Regions from separate parts of the Mus musculus genome. Here regions 2 and 3 are each linked to region 1. Evidence: chromatin contacts called from public Hi-C data. All regions are on one chromosome and are shown on one strand. Each heading gives the region's core, a stretch centred on a gene start, on an enhancer-like site or on the middle of the called end of the contact. The rest is flanking DNA. Distances are from core to core; before and after follow the strand shown.

Region 1 (4,361 bases), core at 1,064-3,563:
GAGTTTTCTAGAGTTATCTATTAATGTTTTGTTGTCTAGTATTATAGCCATCAATCACATGTGATCATTTGAATTTTAAGTTAATTAAAATTAAAAATTCAGATCATTCTTCACTCCAGAAATACTTCAGGTGTTCCATCTCTACACTGGCTGGTAACCTATTAAAATAAACAGAGCAAATCTTGAATATTCCTATCACAATAGAAATTTGTTGGACAGTATTGATCTCTCATATATTAGAAGAGGTAGAAAATACCTATGTATAGAGACAGGGTAAGAGAGAATATGTGAAGAAAAAAATAGACCTAAAAGGCCAAGAGAAACGGGGCTATTCGTGGGCTCTAGAGTCTCTCTTTTACTCACTCTTTACTGACTCAACTTTTCCTTATCTTCAACATCCAGAACATACATACTCATGTCTCTGCAATAAGTCCTTCCTTTTACTTAAGCTAGTTAGCTGAGGTTTTTTTTTTTTTTTTTTTTTTTTTTTTTTTGCTTGGAATTGAAGTCATTTTGCCCTTTCTGGATTCCTTCTCAGATACATCATGATTCTAAAATACTCACACAGTTTTTCTGTCTTCTTTTTCTTCTTCTTCTTCTTCTTCTTCTCCTTCTTCTTCTCCTTCTTCTTCTTCTTCTTCTTCTTCCTCCTCCTCCTCCTCCTCCTCCTCTTCTTCTTCCTTCTACCTACAATATGATTATCAAACATTCATCTGTGGTTTAAATAAATTAGGCATTTACTGAGCAGAAGTGTTCATTTTAAGTGTTTCTGGAAGCCTCTCTAGATCATTTACACAGTCTGTAGCTGCAGGTTCAGGGAATAGAAGTGGGGCTTATGCATGAAACTGGTTAGGAGTTTGGTTTATTTTCTGTCTCCAGAGATCTACTTTCTACAGAAAAGTGCTTTCTACGGATTTGAGCCTCCATTACCTTGAGAACAACAACAAAAAAATGATCAGAAAATCAAAGTCATTTGATACAGAAACAGCCTCAGAATGATTTGAATTTTATTTACTATCTTTTGCTAAAACTTTTTGAAAGAGAAAGCCATGTTCTCCCATCTGCTGACATAAGGTTAGGGCTCCCAGGCTTGCAAAGCAAGTGTTATCCTGACCTCAGGCAGGCACAAAACCTTTGATCTTCACCAGTCACTGTAGCTGCCTGAGATTATCTCCAGTGCCTGGAGCTACCCTAGCCCCACAGCCGGCCCCTGTGTAGTGAATGAGCTGTTGCAGGGCTGCAGCTGCAGGGGGTGGGGGGTGATCTACGTCTATAGTGGCAGGGAGAGGAGTGTGTATCCAAGAACGAAAGGCCTTGCTGCCGGTGCCTGCCTGTTGTGCAAAAGCTGCAGATACCCTCATGGCCTGGTGACAGGTTGGTGCTTTTCCCTTCAGTGGCAGAACTCAGAAATGACAAGGAAGAGAGAATTGAAGGGAGCGGAGGTAAGAAGGAGACTCTGCAAGGAGAAAGAAGGTAATGAAAGCTAGATTCTCTGAGGGGCAATGTCATCAAAGGGGAGAGTATCAAACAGACCCAAGGAAGAAGGAGCGGCTGAGGAAAGACTTGACAGTACTTTCCACCTGGGCTCAAACACTGTTTTATGAGACACTCAAAGTAAGTGTTCATTTCAATAACTGCCTTTGGAAATCATACATCACCTGCTCCTCCAACACAGCAAACGGGTCTCATGCACAAGCCTGGTGCATCCGTAAGAGGGCCACACAGATCTCCCAGGATGAGGATGTTATAATTAATTCGCATAATCAATGCTCAGTTTTATAGAAAACTATGTTTCTGCCCATCATAAGTTGAAACCTCAAACAGTTGCTCAATCAAAGCTTGTTTGTTACTTAGATTTAAAGTGAAGTAAGCCAGTGAGGTGGTACTAACTACAACACAACATTACTGCGGGTTACCCTTGGAAACTCTTCGATCCCTGTCAGCTATCTATCTAATCCTATTGAATTCTGACAACAACTTGAATTGCTACCGCTTCCATTTCATAACATGGTACAAATGAAGACAGCTCTAGCAGCTTGCTTACAGTTAGCCAAGAGCAAGAAGAGGTAGAATCCATAGATGTATATTCTTGTTCTAGCTGAAGTAAGAAACAAATAGCATTTATATACTAGAACTTAGACAGTTTAATAAATATATAAAGAGTGTTCAAATAATCCATGCTGTATTTCCAGAGCTAATACAATGGTAGAACTATGGTTCGGAGGGGTGGAAGATGAGGTTAGCACCAGCCTGTGTGATGTATGACCTTCCGTAATACAGAACTGGCCACAGTGACCACAAAGAATGGTTTTAGGTCCCTGACCACACATACACACTTCCATCTTGCAGTTTCTGTTCCCCACCACAGCCAGACAATGACCAAGCACAACATGAGGTTGGTGGGGTTTTTTTTCTTTGTTTTTTTGTTTTTTTGTTTTGTTTTGTTTTGTTTTGTTTTTAAAGGCGATGATTCTTTGGAACTCGTGAGCTTCACATTTAGGATAATGGGCTCTAGGATTCTGACTACAGAACCTGAGAAACTAGAAACTACAAGATAGAACCTGAGAAACTAGAAACTACAAGATAGCAGGGGCATCTGGGGGATGTGTAGACTTTTCAAGGTTACAGTGTTAGGGGTGTGGCATGGGTCTATCAAGACATCAAAAGACAGATGGTGTCCACATCCAGGGTCTGGTTTGCAAAGGGGCAAAGAGTTTACTCAGGCTTCAAGTAGATGAAGTTATATGTAGTGTTTGCTGAACTTAACAGTTCAGAAATGTAGATGGAGCCAGTTTTACTACAGAGTTTATTTTGAGGACAAAACTTCACTACTATGTTGTGGAACCATTCAGATGATTAGCATACACTTCTCATGTTTTCCCATGTTCATTCTATTTGAGAAAAAAATAAGATGAATGTGGGAAACTTCACCCAGCATAGGAGCACAAAAACGCACAAACTCAAAACATTCCCCAGCTACCCTGAGTTTACTGTGTGCCATTTACCTCGTCTCATTCGCACCCTTGTCACAGTCGTCCTTCCACAGCATTTACCAACACATAGATTCTCTGAAGAGCAAAGGACACAAGGCAGAAGAGAGTGCACCAAGACTCTGAAGGCCAAGTCTAAACTGCATGGCACTGGAGTTTGCCTAAGTCATCTCTAAGGCTCCGAACTGTCAGCTCTTAAAGATACGCTGTGGGTACCCTTACAGCCTCTCCTTTTCCTGGATCTGTCTTTCCCCTTCATGGGTGTTTTGTGGAAAATGTGTGTGTGTGGTGGTGGTGGTGGTGGGGCACTGTTTCTCTCTACTTGTTCAGTAGAGAGGTAGAGAGATCCTGTATGAGACTCTGAAACAAACCAGGGTCTACTCTCCCAACTAGCAAGCTGATGAAAGGAACATTGCTTAAAGCTCTTCTGCATGGTCCAGGCCAAAGATGCCTCGTGCCAAACCGTGGATTAGCAGTGATCCATCAGAGAATCTTTAGAGTCTTTGTACAACTAGGACAATTGATTACATTTTCCAGAAAGTAGAGCATATCAGATTTTAGGGATTATTATTTATTGTCATAATTGTACATGAAATGCTCATCGGTTTTTTTGCTTTTATTTTTTTCCCTAACATCTTTACTTACTAAACAAAAAATAGTTTTGGAATCAGTTTTTAAAGAGTTAATAGGTTATGTGTTTTCCAAAACTTGGAGTTATTTCTTCAGATATGCATTCTTATTTGCTCGTCCCCCCAGCAAAAAGCTAGCCCTGTACTATATTGTTGGTCTTTTTGTTGACATTTGTCTTGTTTTTTTATGTGCATGAGTATCACGCCTGCATGTATGTGTGCATCCCATTCGTGCCTTGTGCCCACTGAGGTCAGAGAAGGACATCAGATGCTCTGGGACTAGTTACAGGCAGTTGTGAGCTGCCATATGAGTGCTGGAAATTGAAGCTGGGTCCTCTGCAAGAGAGTAAGTCCTGTTAACCCATGAGCCATTTCCTCGGCTCCTCTGCTATAGCCTGGATTGTGGCATTTGGCAAACGTGCCAAGAGGGTTGTCTCTGCAACTGCCTGTGAAAAGATATCTTTTAGGTTGCCTATTCAAATACTTAAAATAGAAGTTTTCATATGTCTAAGAAGTTCATTCTCCATACTGTATCACTTTCCATGTTCATGTTACAGAGGACAGCTGTCTACTGTAGATACAGAGAGGGGAGAGCAGATGTGTTAGATTAAGGCAGCATCTAACCCCGTGTCCTTCTGTTTTGGTCCAAATAAGGAAACAGACCCTGAAGTTTGGCAATCTCAAGAATGGAGTTAGAGAGCTTCAGGAACCAAGATTTGGTAGCAAGGTCACTTGTTTCAGA
Region 2 (4,361 bases), core at 633-3,132, 490 kb before region 1:
ATCTCTGAGTGTTTCCTACCCAATATCGAATAACGTCTTTGGGAGGAAAAATGAAATAAGCACAACGTTAGGACACGTAGTATAAGTACTTCCTGTGCAGAGCTCAGGAGTTCAGCCCTGCCGTGCAGGTGCTGCGGTCCACATGGAAACGGTGCGCATGCGTGATGCATGGGGAGCCCGTGTGCAGGTCCCTTCCTGAGATGTCATGAGGAAGACGAGGTAAACTGATTTCTAAGTCACGATTGATATTGCTAGTGTCTTCATAACACAAGATAGCAGCAATAAACTCAACCGCTTAAAGGGGGATTTTTTTTGTTACGTGAAATTAAAATACATTCTCGAATTTTTGGAATATTTTATAAATTCTAATGCAATGGAATGATCCAGTGTTTCTCTCCCAGGTGCACTGAGCCTACTTTCATTGTTTAACCAAAGGAAGGTAAAGGCTACAGGTATAGATATGATACTTTCTCCCACACAACAGGAAGAATCTTTCAATTTCTCGATGGTTTCCATCCTGTCCAATCCCTTTGCAAAGAGCTCCGGATAAATACGCATCCTAGGATATAAAGACACCAAAGTCCAGAGACCCTGCTTGCCAACGCTACCTCTGTGAATTCATTTCTGAACCCAGGGAATTTGCTGAAGCCAACACACCATGACTTGCTATGCAGTCCCATCACTCAGTTGATCTCCTTATTTGTCTCGGTGCCTACTAGACACGTTCTTGACTAATGCCAGTTGCTGTTGAACTTTGACCCCATATAAGTGTTAAGGTCTCCCACGTAGAAGAAGGAAATCTGCAGGAAGAGGATGGTGATGTGGGCAAATAATAACAATAACAACAACAATAATAATAGGGGAAACTGGAAGGATGACGGAAGGGAAGACCTTATTTACATGACTACAACATATTCTTTTTGGAGGTAAAGAATGTAATTAGTGAGCTGTGATTTCCTTCCCATCTCCTGAGAACAGAAAAGACCGTCTGTCTCTTGTGGTGGTTGTAATTTGCGTTTCGTTATGTTTTCTTTGCTAAGGGCTTTCAATGTTCAGAAAAATGTTCGAGTTACTGCACTTTGTAATAAAGTAAGAGGACACAGCACCGCGGTCCTCATTCCTCATTGACACAAACCAAGGAACGGGATGTCCAAAGCCTGGCTCAATGTCACAGGAAAGGCTGTTGCCGAAGTAGAGGTGGGCCCCCCCCCCCCCCCCCGAGAGCCCTTTAGGTTATCCACAAAATCAACACAAGCAGTCTAGATTTGTTATCTCGCCCCTTTCTGTCTCAGGCTGAGTGACAAAGAGTGCTTGGTGAGATACTGAGTAAGACTGACAACACAGGAAGTCCATTCTGGGGGCAAGCTGTGTGAGTGGCAGCCAAGCAGGAGGCCAGGAGGCAAGTCTGCGCACAGCTCCTTTCTCCCTAGCTCACCCCTACATGTGGCCCAGAGGCCGCAGTGATCCAGAAAAGGAGATGCTAAGGCCACGGAGGTTCCAGCTGCTTTGAAATTCACCGAACCAGTCCATTTCTAAGCATCTGTTAGCAAGAGGAAGCTGTGACTCAATGGGGGTGAAATGAGTCATCTAGACGACAGAGCCCTCGACATTTCCAAGTCGTTTGTGTGTTAATTCACAGATAATTTATATCCTTATTTATAAACTATGTTTAGAAACCGTCCAAGCGTTCAAGGAATCCTTTCTGACACAGTAGTGTGTTCAGTAAATCCAGTTCTTTCAAACATGTTAATACAGTTCTCAAGAATTCCTCCTAGATAGATCACATTTGAGCCTCAAATGTTGAACCTGAGGAGAAGTTATATCCAAACAGTCTCAGAGTGAACAACGGCCATAGGAGGAAGAGCTATTCATATGGAAACCACACCCACTGCTGAACTCACTGTTAAAACAGTCCGGGGGGACACTGTGAGTGTACAAAGTACACTGACCTAACCATGTGGCACAAACTTTGACTTATTTGTGCTACCACAGCAGTGTACTTCCCTGCAAATACAACAACAGTGATTCTACTGCAAACGGAATTTCACCGTCTTCCTGTAGACATGCCTTTCATGACAAGCATCTAGTCACGGATAACCTCTAACCAAATCAGGAAGAAAAAGAAATTCATCGGTAATTAGACACTAAACATCCCACTACTCCATCCATCATTTCTCCTCTACTACTGAATCATGACAAACGATACTTCTAAACAATGATAGTAATCAAGGTATGTTGTACAATGGGATATTAATAACCTTAGAATTAATTTTAAGATGAGCTGCTTATGTTTAAATGATTTGAAATATATATAGTATGTAAAAATCAGAGGCCCTAAAGTATGTTTCTTTCTTAACTCTTATTGTATACAAGATATGAAAACCCTAATTTCTAGGAAGGCATTCTATGATTTATTAGAAAATATCTTGTCATATTTTTAAAAATTTTTAGAATAACTTCTATTATGGTTCTCATTAAAAATGGATCCTTTTCTCAATACTAGCTATTTATAAAACAAAGAAACACACTAATCATTACAGAAGAGAATTCTTTTTATATCCTGTGTCCCTTACAGATGTTTAATCATTGGCAAAGAAATCAGAGGCTAGCTGCTCTTATCTGGAGAGTAAACATATCCAAGGAGGAAGATAGACACACAAGGACCCCCAAAGAGACTGAAAAGTTGCAAATTGTTTTTTCTGAAGAGAAAAGATCTCCTCTATGGTGGCAAAGACTCTAGCATGGAGTTCCTAAATCAAGAGACTGAAGAAAAACTACTGGTCTCATCAAAACTCCAAAAAAAAAAAAAAAAAAAAAAAAAAAAACGGGCTCTCAGAAGAAACAAATGCGGTAACATCCGAAGCCCCCATCAAATTGCTGCAGAACCTTAGAAAAGAACTGGTACCTGTAAAATCATTGAGCCAATGGACCAATGCTTTAGAAACTGCCCCCACCCCCACCCCACCCCCACCCCCGTCATCTTCCTTTCAAAAACAGGGAGAACCGGATAAGGGCCATTTGTTGCAACAAACGGATTGCAAAAATAAACGTTTAAATAAGTGGGGGGGGGGGGGAGGCCAATGGACGTCTAGCATTATAAAGAGGAGTGTTTAGCTTTTAAATCATCCAAACTGCTTTGCCAAATTTTGACATGCTTGGTTTCCTGTAGTTAAAAAAAAAAAAAATGAAAAAAATGAAATCTCTCTCTCTCTCTCTCTCTCTCTCTGCTTTGAAAAAAAAAGTGAGGAAAAATAAGCAGCTGTTCCTTGTATAGTTCAGGAAACGAGTTTGATTTATTACTTTAAGGTTATTTTTGAATGAGCTGCCCGTGGCAGGCAGAGCGCAGAAGTCACTGAGGCCTGTCCACTTGAAGGGCTCAAACTGTTTCCCGAACAGCCCTCCTTCACTCCTCACCTCTGAGGGCCATTATTGACAACGTGTGACTGGGGCCTTCCAGGATTCTAAAACAGCAGGGGTCCCGGCTAAACAATCGGGCTGCCAATTACCTTTTCCCCTGTTGTGAAAGAGGGGCCCAGGACAAAGCAACTTCTCAGCGGGGTGCTGTGCAGCTCGGAGTTTCTAACCCACTCTTGCCCAGCTCAGCATTGAAAACCCAGTAAATGGTTGGTGCCTTCACTTTTGTCTGTGTGTGTCAGTCCGAACCAGAATTGCCGTAAGGTGAGAGCATCTCCCAGGGACCGGTTTCAAATGCTCTCCAGGGCAAACAGATTCTGGACGTTGTTGTCTCAGAACTTCCAAGCAGGTTTCCTTTTCTGAGATCCACACAGACACAAAGAGCCCCGGGGCTCCCAACCCCCTTCTGCGGGCTTGTCCCGCCACAACGCCCAGGCTTCCCTTACCTATATTGTGGCTTTAAAAACTTCCTGTGAGCATTGATGACTTGCTGTGAGGACTGTCCGTCATCCCGCTCCTTTGTCTGGCAGTCACTTCCATTCGAATTTGACTGACTGAGGCAGCCCGAGTTATTTGTAAAGAACAACAAGGCTTTTCATTCATAATTTTTGTAGGGGGTCGGGGTGCTAATGACTGAGCTTGAATAACTAGGGAATGCGGTATTCAAGGCAGGAAGATGCACCACCGGCTGCCAAAGGGAGGAAGGAAAAGGATGTGAGGAAAGGGCCTGGGTAAAAAGCCAATGACCCAATGGCCGGAGGATCACACATGTATACAAATACAAATCGAGGTCTGAAAAGGTGAGAACCTGGAAAACAGAGATGCAGGAAGGAGGAAGACCAGGTCGCCCAACAGGCCTGCACCTGCTTTGGCCTGACAAGAGGATGAACCCTGTGACCAACTGCGGAGGAAGCGCTCTTTTCTTAACTGCTGATGCCCCTGGGGGG
Region 3 (4,361 bases), core at 1,276-3,775, 410 kb before region 1:
TCGTGAGTGATGAGATTAAAGGCATGAACCACCACAAACTAGCGAATACCGGCTTCTTCTAGCCAGTGTTTGAATCCAGCAAGAATCCAGAGGCAATGGAGTGTAGAAAAAGTTGAGAAACTCTTGAGCAGAAAAGAAATATGGTTGAAGTTGTGGAAAGGGAAGATATGGTTGCTAAAAAGCTTAGTGCCTTAACAAAGGGGACCAATGACTGCAAAGAAATAATAAAAATAATGTCTTGAGGACATTTGAGGACTTGGTCATACCAAGTCATCATAGATTAACATGTATAAAATTATAAACTCCTTTTGTAACCCTTTCCCTTGAGATGAGAGACCCACAGGGATAGCTTGATCACATAGGATTGCCTGGGGAAGTGCTTTCCTGGCTGGGTAGGGCACCTATCCATTCAAAGGCCACTGTAGGGCAGGCCTGGCTATCACTCAAGCTTGCAGAAGATCTTGCTGGCCATGCAAGTGTGTGGAATGCAGAAGTTTGAGGGTGGAGTGATCATTGCTTCCCCAGAGATCTGAAAGGAAGGCAGAGGAGAGCAGGCAGTGTGTGGCCAAGTTAGATTCCCTGCAACAAGCTGCTGGAAAGGACATGTGTGATCCTGCAAAGGTGCAGCTTAACCCACATCAGAGTACACAGAATGTTAAAGATGCCAGATGCTGAATATGCAGCTGGGAAAGCTGCAGGCAGCAAGTAAAACCAGCTAGAGAGAGGCCATGAGGATTGAACTTCACACAGGCCCATCCGAGCTTGCAATGTTCTTAATGTTGGACATGTTTGAACTATTGGCTTTCAGTTCTCTCTCTCTCTCTCTCTCTCTCTCTCTCTCTCTCTCTCTCTCTCCCCCTCCCTTCCTTCGTTCCTTCCTTCCTTTCTCTCCTTCTTTCTCCCTTTTCCTATAGCCTCAATGATCAGTTTTGGAATGAAAATACCTTTTTTCCCCCCTGTGGCATTATGTCTTTGATTTTAATTTATAGGAGCTCAAAACTAAGAGTTAATGAGAGACTCATAACATATTTTGAGCTAGGTTTTTGATCAATTGCTGGAACTGTTAATATTATAGAGACCTTTTAGATGAAGGAAATACATTTTTAATTATAAAATGTGCATGAGCCTTTGGAGACCAGGAAAAAAATGTCATGGTTTGAGTGTGAAATGTTTTCTACAGATACAGGTTTTGAATGCTTTGTTCTTCCCTGGTGACACTATTTTGGGCTATTATAGAAAGCTGAGAGGTAAGACTTGATCATTGGGGATATGACTTTGAAGGTTGTTTCTGGACCTCAGTCTGTTGTTTTCTCTCTTTTATGCCCACTATTAATAAACTGTTCAAACTATGCATGATAAGTATAATTGACATCTATAGACTATTTCACCAAACAACAAAACAGTCATTTCAAGTGTGCTTGGGATATTCTCTAAGAGAGGCTAAACATTCTGGATCATGCCATGTTAGCGAAATTATGAAAAACAGAACTCATACAATGTCTGCTCTCAAACCACTCTAGACATTAGCTAGAAATTGATAGCAGGAAAAAAAACATGGAAAAGTACACAAAAGAGATTAAATAATATACTTCTCAATAACACACAGATTAGACAAATGTCTGAAGGCCCCGTGAGAGATTTTAAACAAACAAACAACTGCCTATTGCTGCTTTTAGGTTGTGATGTAATCAGTGTTAACATAGAAATCTGTAGCATTTAGTGTATATATTATTGAAAAATTTTAAAAGAATGTTCTAAAAATAAATTGATTAAGCTACTAAGTTAGGAAAGTAGTTAGATATAACACTAATTCCAAAGTGAGACAGTAAATAATAAATATCTCAAAACATGAAGTCAACAGAGAAGAATAAAACACAAAGCCAATTAAAAAAAAAAATCAACAGAATCAGTGGTTCTAGCTATGCTAAGACAACAAGGGACAACAAATTTGCTAACATTAGAAATGGAAGTAGGAGTCAGGCAGTGGTGGCGCACGCCTTTAATCCCAGCACTTGGGAGACAGAGACAGGCGAATTTCTGAGTTCGAGACCAGCCTGGTCTACAGAGTGAGTTCCAGGACAGCCAGGGCTATACAGAGAAACCCTGTCTCGAAAAAAAAAAAAAAAAAACCAAAAAAAAAAAAAAAAAAAAGAAATGGAAGTAGGGATATTGCTATAGAGACTGTATTAGCAGAAAAATAATGAAATACAGTGAGCAATAGTAAAATAAACTATTTGAAAGAAAAATTTGCCTAGACTCACATTAGATGAAAAGATTCTATGAATGCCACGATATCCATTAAAAGTAATGAATCAGTGATTAATGACTATACTGGGTTGTTTAATGTCAACTTGACACAGGCTAGAGTCATCTAAGAGGAGGGAACCTCAATTGAGGAATGCCTCTCTAAGATCAGGCTGCAGGCAAGCATTTTCTTAATTAATGATTCATGCTGGGAGAGCACAGACCATCATGGGTAATGCCTTCCCTTGGCTAATGGTCCTTGGTGTTATGATATCAGACTGAGCAAGCTGTGGAGAGCAAGCCAGGACACAGTACTCCTTCACACCTGTGCATCAGCTCCAGGGCAACAGTGCCCTAAGAGCCAGTCCACCAAAGGCTTTACAAAACAAAACATACACACACACACACACACACACACACACACACACACACACAAACAAACACACCTACTAATTAGTATCTTTTACTGAAAGCACTGAACTAATCCTCCATAAAATAGAATCCAGCAGTAAAAAAAGAAGTATATATACATCAGGGCCAAATGGTATTTGTCTCAGGAAAGGAAGTCTGACTCAGCATTTGAAAATAAAAGACAGAAGACAGGAAAAACATCAGTGACTAATAATTACTATAAAGCAGTCTAACTTAGAGGTAGTTTGAGTGGCAAAAGAGGAAGACAAAAGGCCACTTAAAAAACAAGCAAGCAAAGCAAAACAAAAACAAACAAAAACCCAAATCAAAACAACAACAACCAAACACTTTAAAATGACCATTTATCATGGCTTTTATACCAAGAGGTCAGTCATCGCCAGGAGACATACTGGCTTTCACAGCAGACTCTTTATTTTCAGTTTAGAGATAGTGCCCAAGGCCATTTTGGAACCAGGTTGCAACAGAACCATGACCCTTCAATGAAATCAACCTTTCCTCTTAGTTTCTATGAGGATTAGTTATAAGCAGACACTTGTATTAAAGATATAAAAATTCTCCCAAAGCCAGTTATGGTGACTCATACCTTTAATCCTAGCACTCAGGAGGTAGAGGCAGGTGGCTCTCTAGAAGTCTGAGATCAGTCCTGTGAGTTCTATGTTTCTCTATGTGAGACAGAGCTACATAGAGAAAACTTATCTCTAAATAGATAAAAGCATCCAAGCAAAGCATCAAGTCCATCTAAAGCAAAGCATTCAAGTCTAAAACATGGTGGAGCATTCCTTGCTACAGCTGGTACTCCTAGATCTCACCATATGTCTCATAATACTAATTATTACTTTTACTTTAAAGACTAGAGAAGACATAGATGTTTCTGTAAGTGTTTTGGAAGACAGAGGGTTTTGAACAGCTTTTCCTGGTTAACAACCTTAGCAAAAGCCCAAGAGATGTAGCAATGACTGCCACAGGGCTGGAGGGTAGTGAGAATTCCCAAAGAGCACAAAATAGCTATTATTTGGGGGGCTATCTGTTTTATGGTGAAACGTTCTTTTGTGTATTGAAGTACTCCTCAATACATATTAAAAATCTCTTTGGTGATGCATAATCAATTAGAATCCATGAAAAAGTTATTGGAAAAGACCATGAAGATTAAGTATTGGAAGCAGTGATGTTTTGAATGGGAGTGGCACCCATAGACACAAGTGTTTGAATGTTTGGTCCATAGGGAGTGGCATTATTAGGGGGTGTGGCCTTGTTGGAGGAAGTGTGTCACAGTGGAGGTGGACTTTGAGGTCACTTGTGTTCAAGCTATGCCCAGTGTGGCACACAGTCTCCTTCTGCTGCCTGTGAATCAAGATGTAGAACTCTCAGCTCCTGCTCCAGCACCATTGTCTGTCCATGCTTCCCACCATGATAACGGTGGGCTAAACCTCTGAAGCTGTAAGTTAACCCCAATTAAAAGTTTTTCTTTATAAGGGTCATGGTGGACCTTCACAGCAGTAAAATCCTAAGACAGAAGTCTTTTGTCTTTAGAGAATGCAGATGTGTCAGCTTGTTCCACTTGATTATTAGACACGCATGAGCTATATCTCACTTATAAAAAAAATAATTCCATGTTTGGAATTTGTAGGAGAAAAGCAACCATGCATGGAACATTGCAAATGACAGCTTCTTTGGAAAGTAAGTGG

Evidence for each region. Hi-C and Micro-C count contacts between places; a contact is called where the count stands out from the background.
Region 2: a Hi-C map of bone marrow-derived macrophages shows a contact between it and region 1, with 18 read pairs. The contact joins two enhancer-like sites. A contact is called at or near these places in 1 of 39 promoter capture datasets (the SN4741 cell line), 1 of 484 Hi-C or Micro-C datasets (bone marrow-derived macrophages), 7 of 115 datasets of contacts at active chromatin or transcription factors (embryonic basal ganglia, embryonic hindbrain, embryonic stem cells and 3 more) and 1 of 9 other capture datasets (embryonic stem cells).
Region 3: a contact with region 1 is called in a Hi-C map of bone marrow-derived macrophages, with 20 read pairs. The contact joins two enhancer-like sites. A contact is called at or near these places in 1 of 484 Hi-C or Micro-C datasets (bone marrow-derived macrophages) and 2 of 115 datasets of contacts at active chromatin or transcription factors (embryonic stem cells and forebrain).

Annotation. Positions count from the first base shown.
Region 1 is chr14:105,429,718-105,434,078 of GRCm38.p6, reverse strand. It overlaps 5430440P10Rik (RIKEN cDNA 5430440P10 gene), which reads right to left. Exons shown (of 3, transcript NR_045859.1): 2 at 565-687. Among named protein-coding and RNA genes, the nearest start is that of 5430440P10Rik, 4.3 kb to the right of the region's middle. Within about 2 kb of position 2,313, at least 36 of the 459 cell types and tissues checked have an H3K27ac peak or open chromatin away from gene starts, as enhancers often do. A contact at or near this core is called in bone marrow-derived macrophages, where this site is marked.
Region 2 is chr14:105,920,177-105,924,537 of GRCm38.p6, reverse strand. No RefSeq gene overlaps it. Among named protein-coding and RNA genes, the nearest start is that of Spry2, 26 kb to the right of the region's middle. Within about 2 kb of position 1,882, at least 153 of the 459 cell types and tissues checked have an H3K27ac peak or open chromatin away from gene starts, as enhancers often do. A contact at or near this core is called in bone marrow-derived macrophages, where this site is marked.
Region 3 is chr14:105,840,230-105,844,590 of GRCm38.p6, reverse strand. No RefSeq gene overlaps it. Among named protein-coding and RNA genes, the nearest start is that of Gm41239, 20 kb to the right of the region's middle. Within about 2 kb of position 2,525, at least 7 of the 459 cell types and tissues checked have an H3K27ac peak or open chromatin away from gene starts, as enhancers often do. A contact at or near this core is called in bone marrow-derived macrophages, where this site is marked.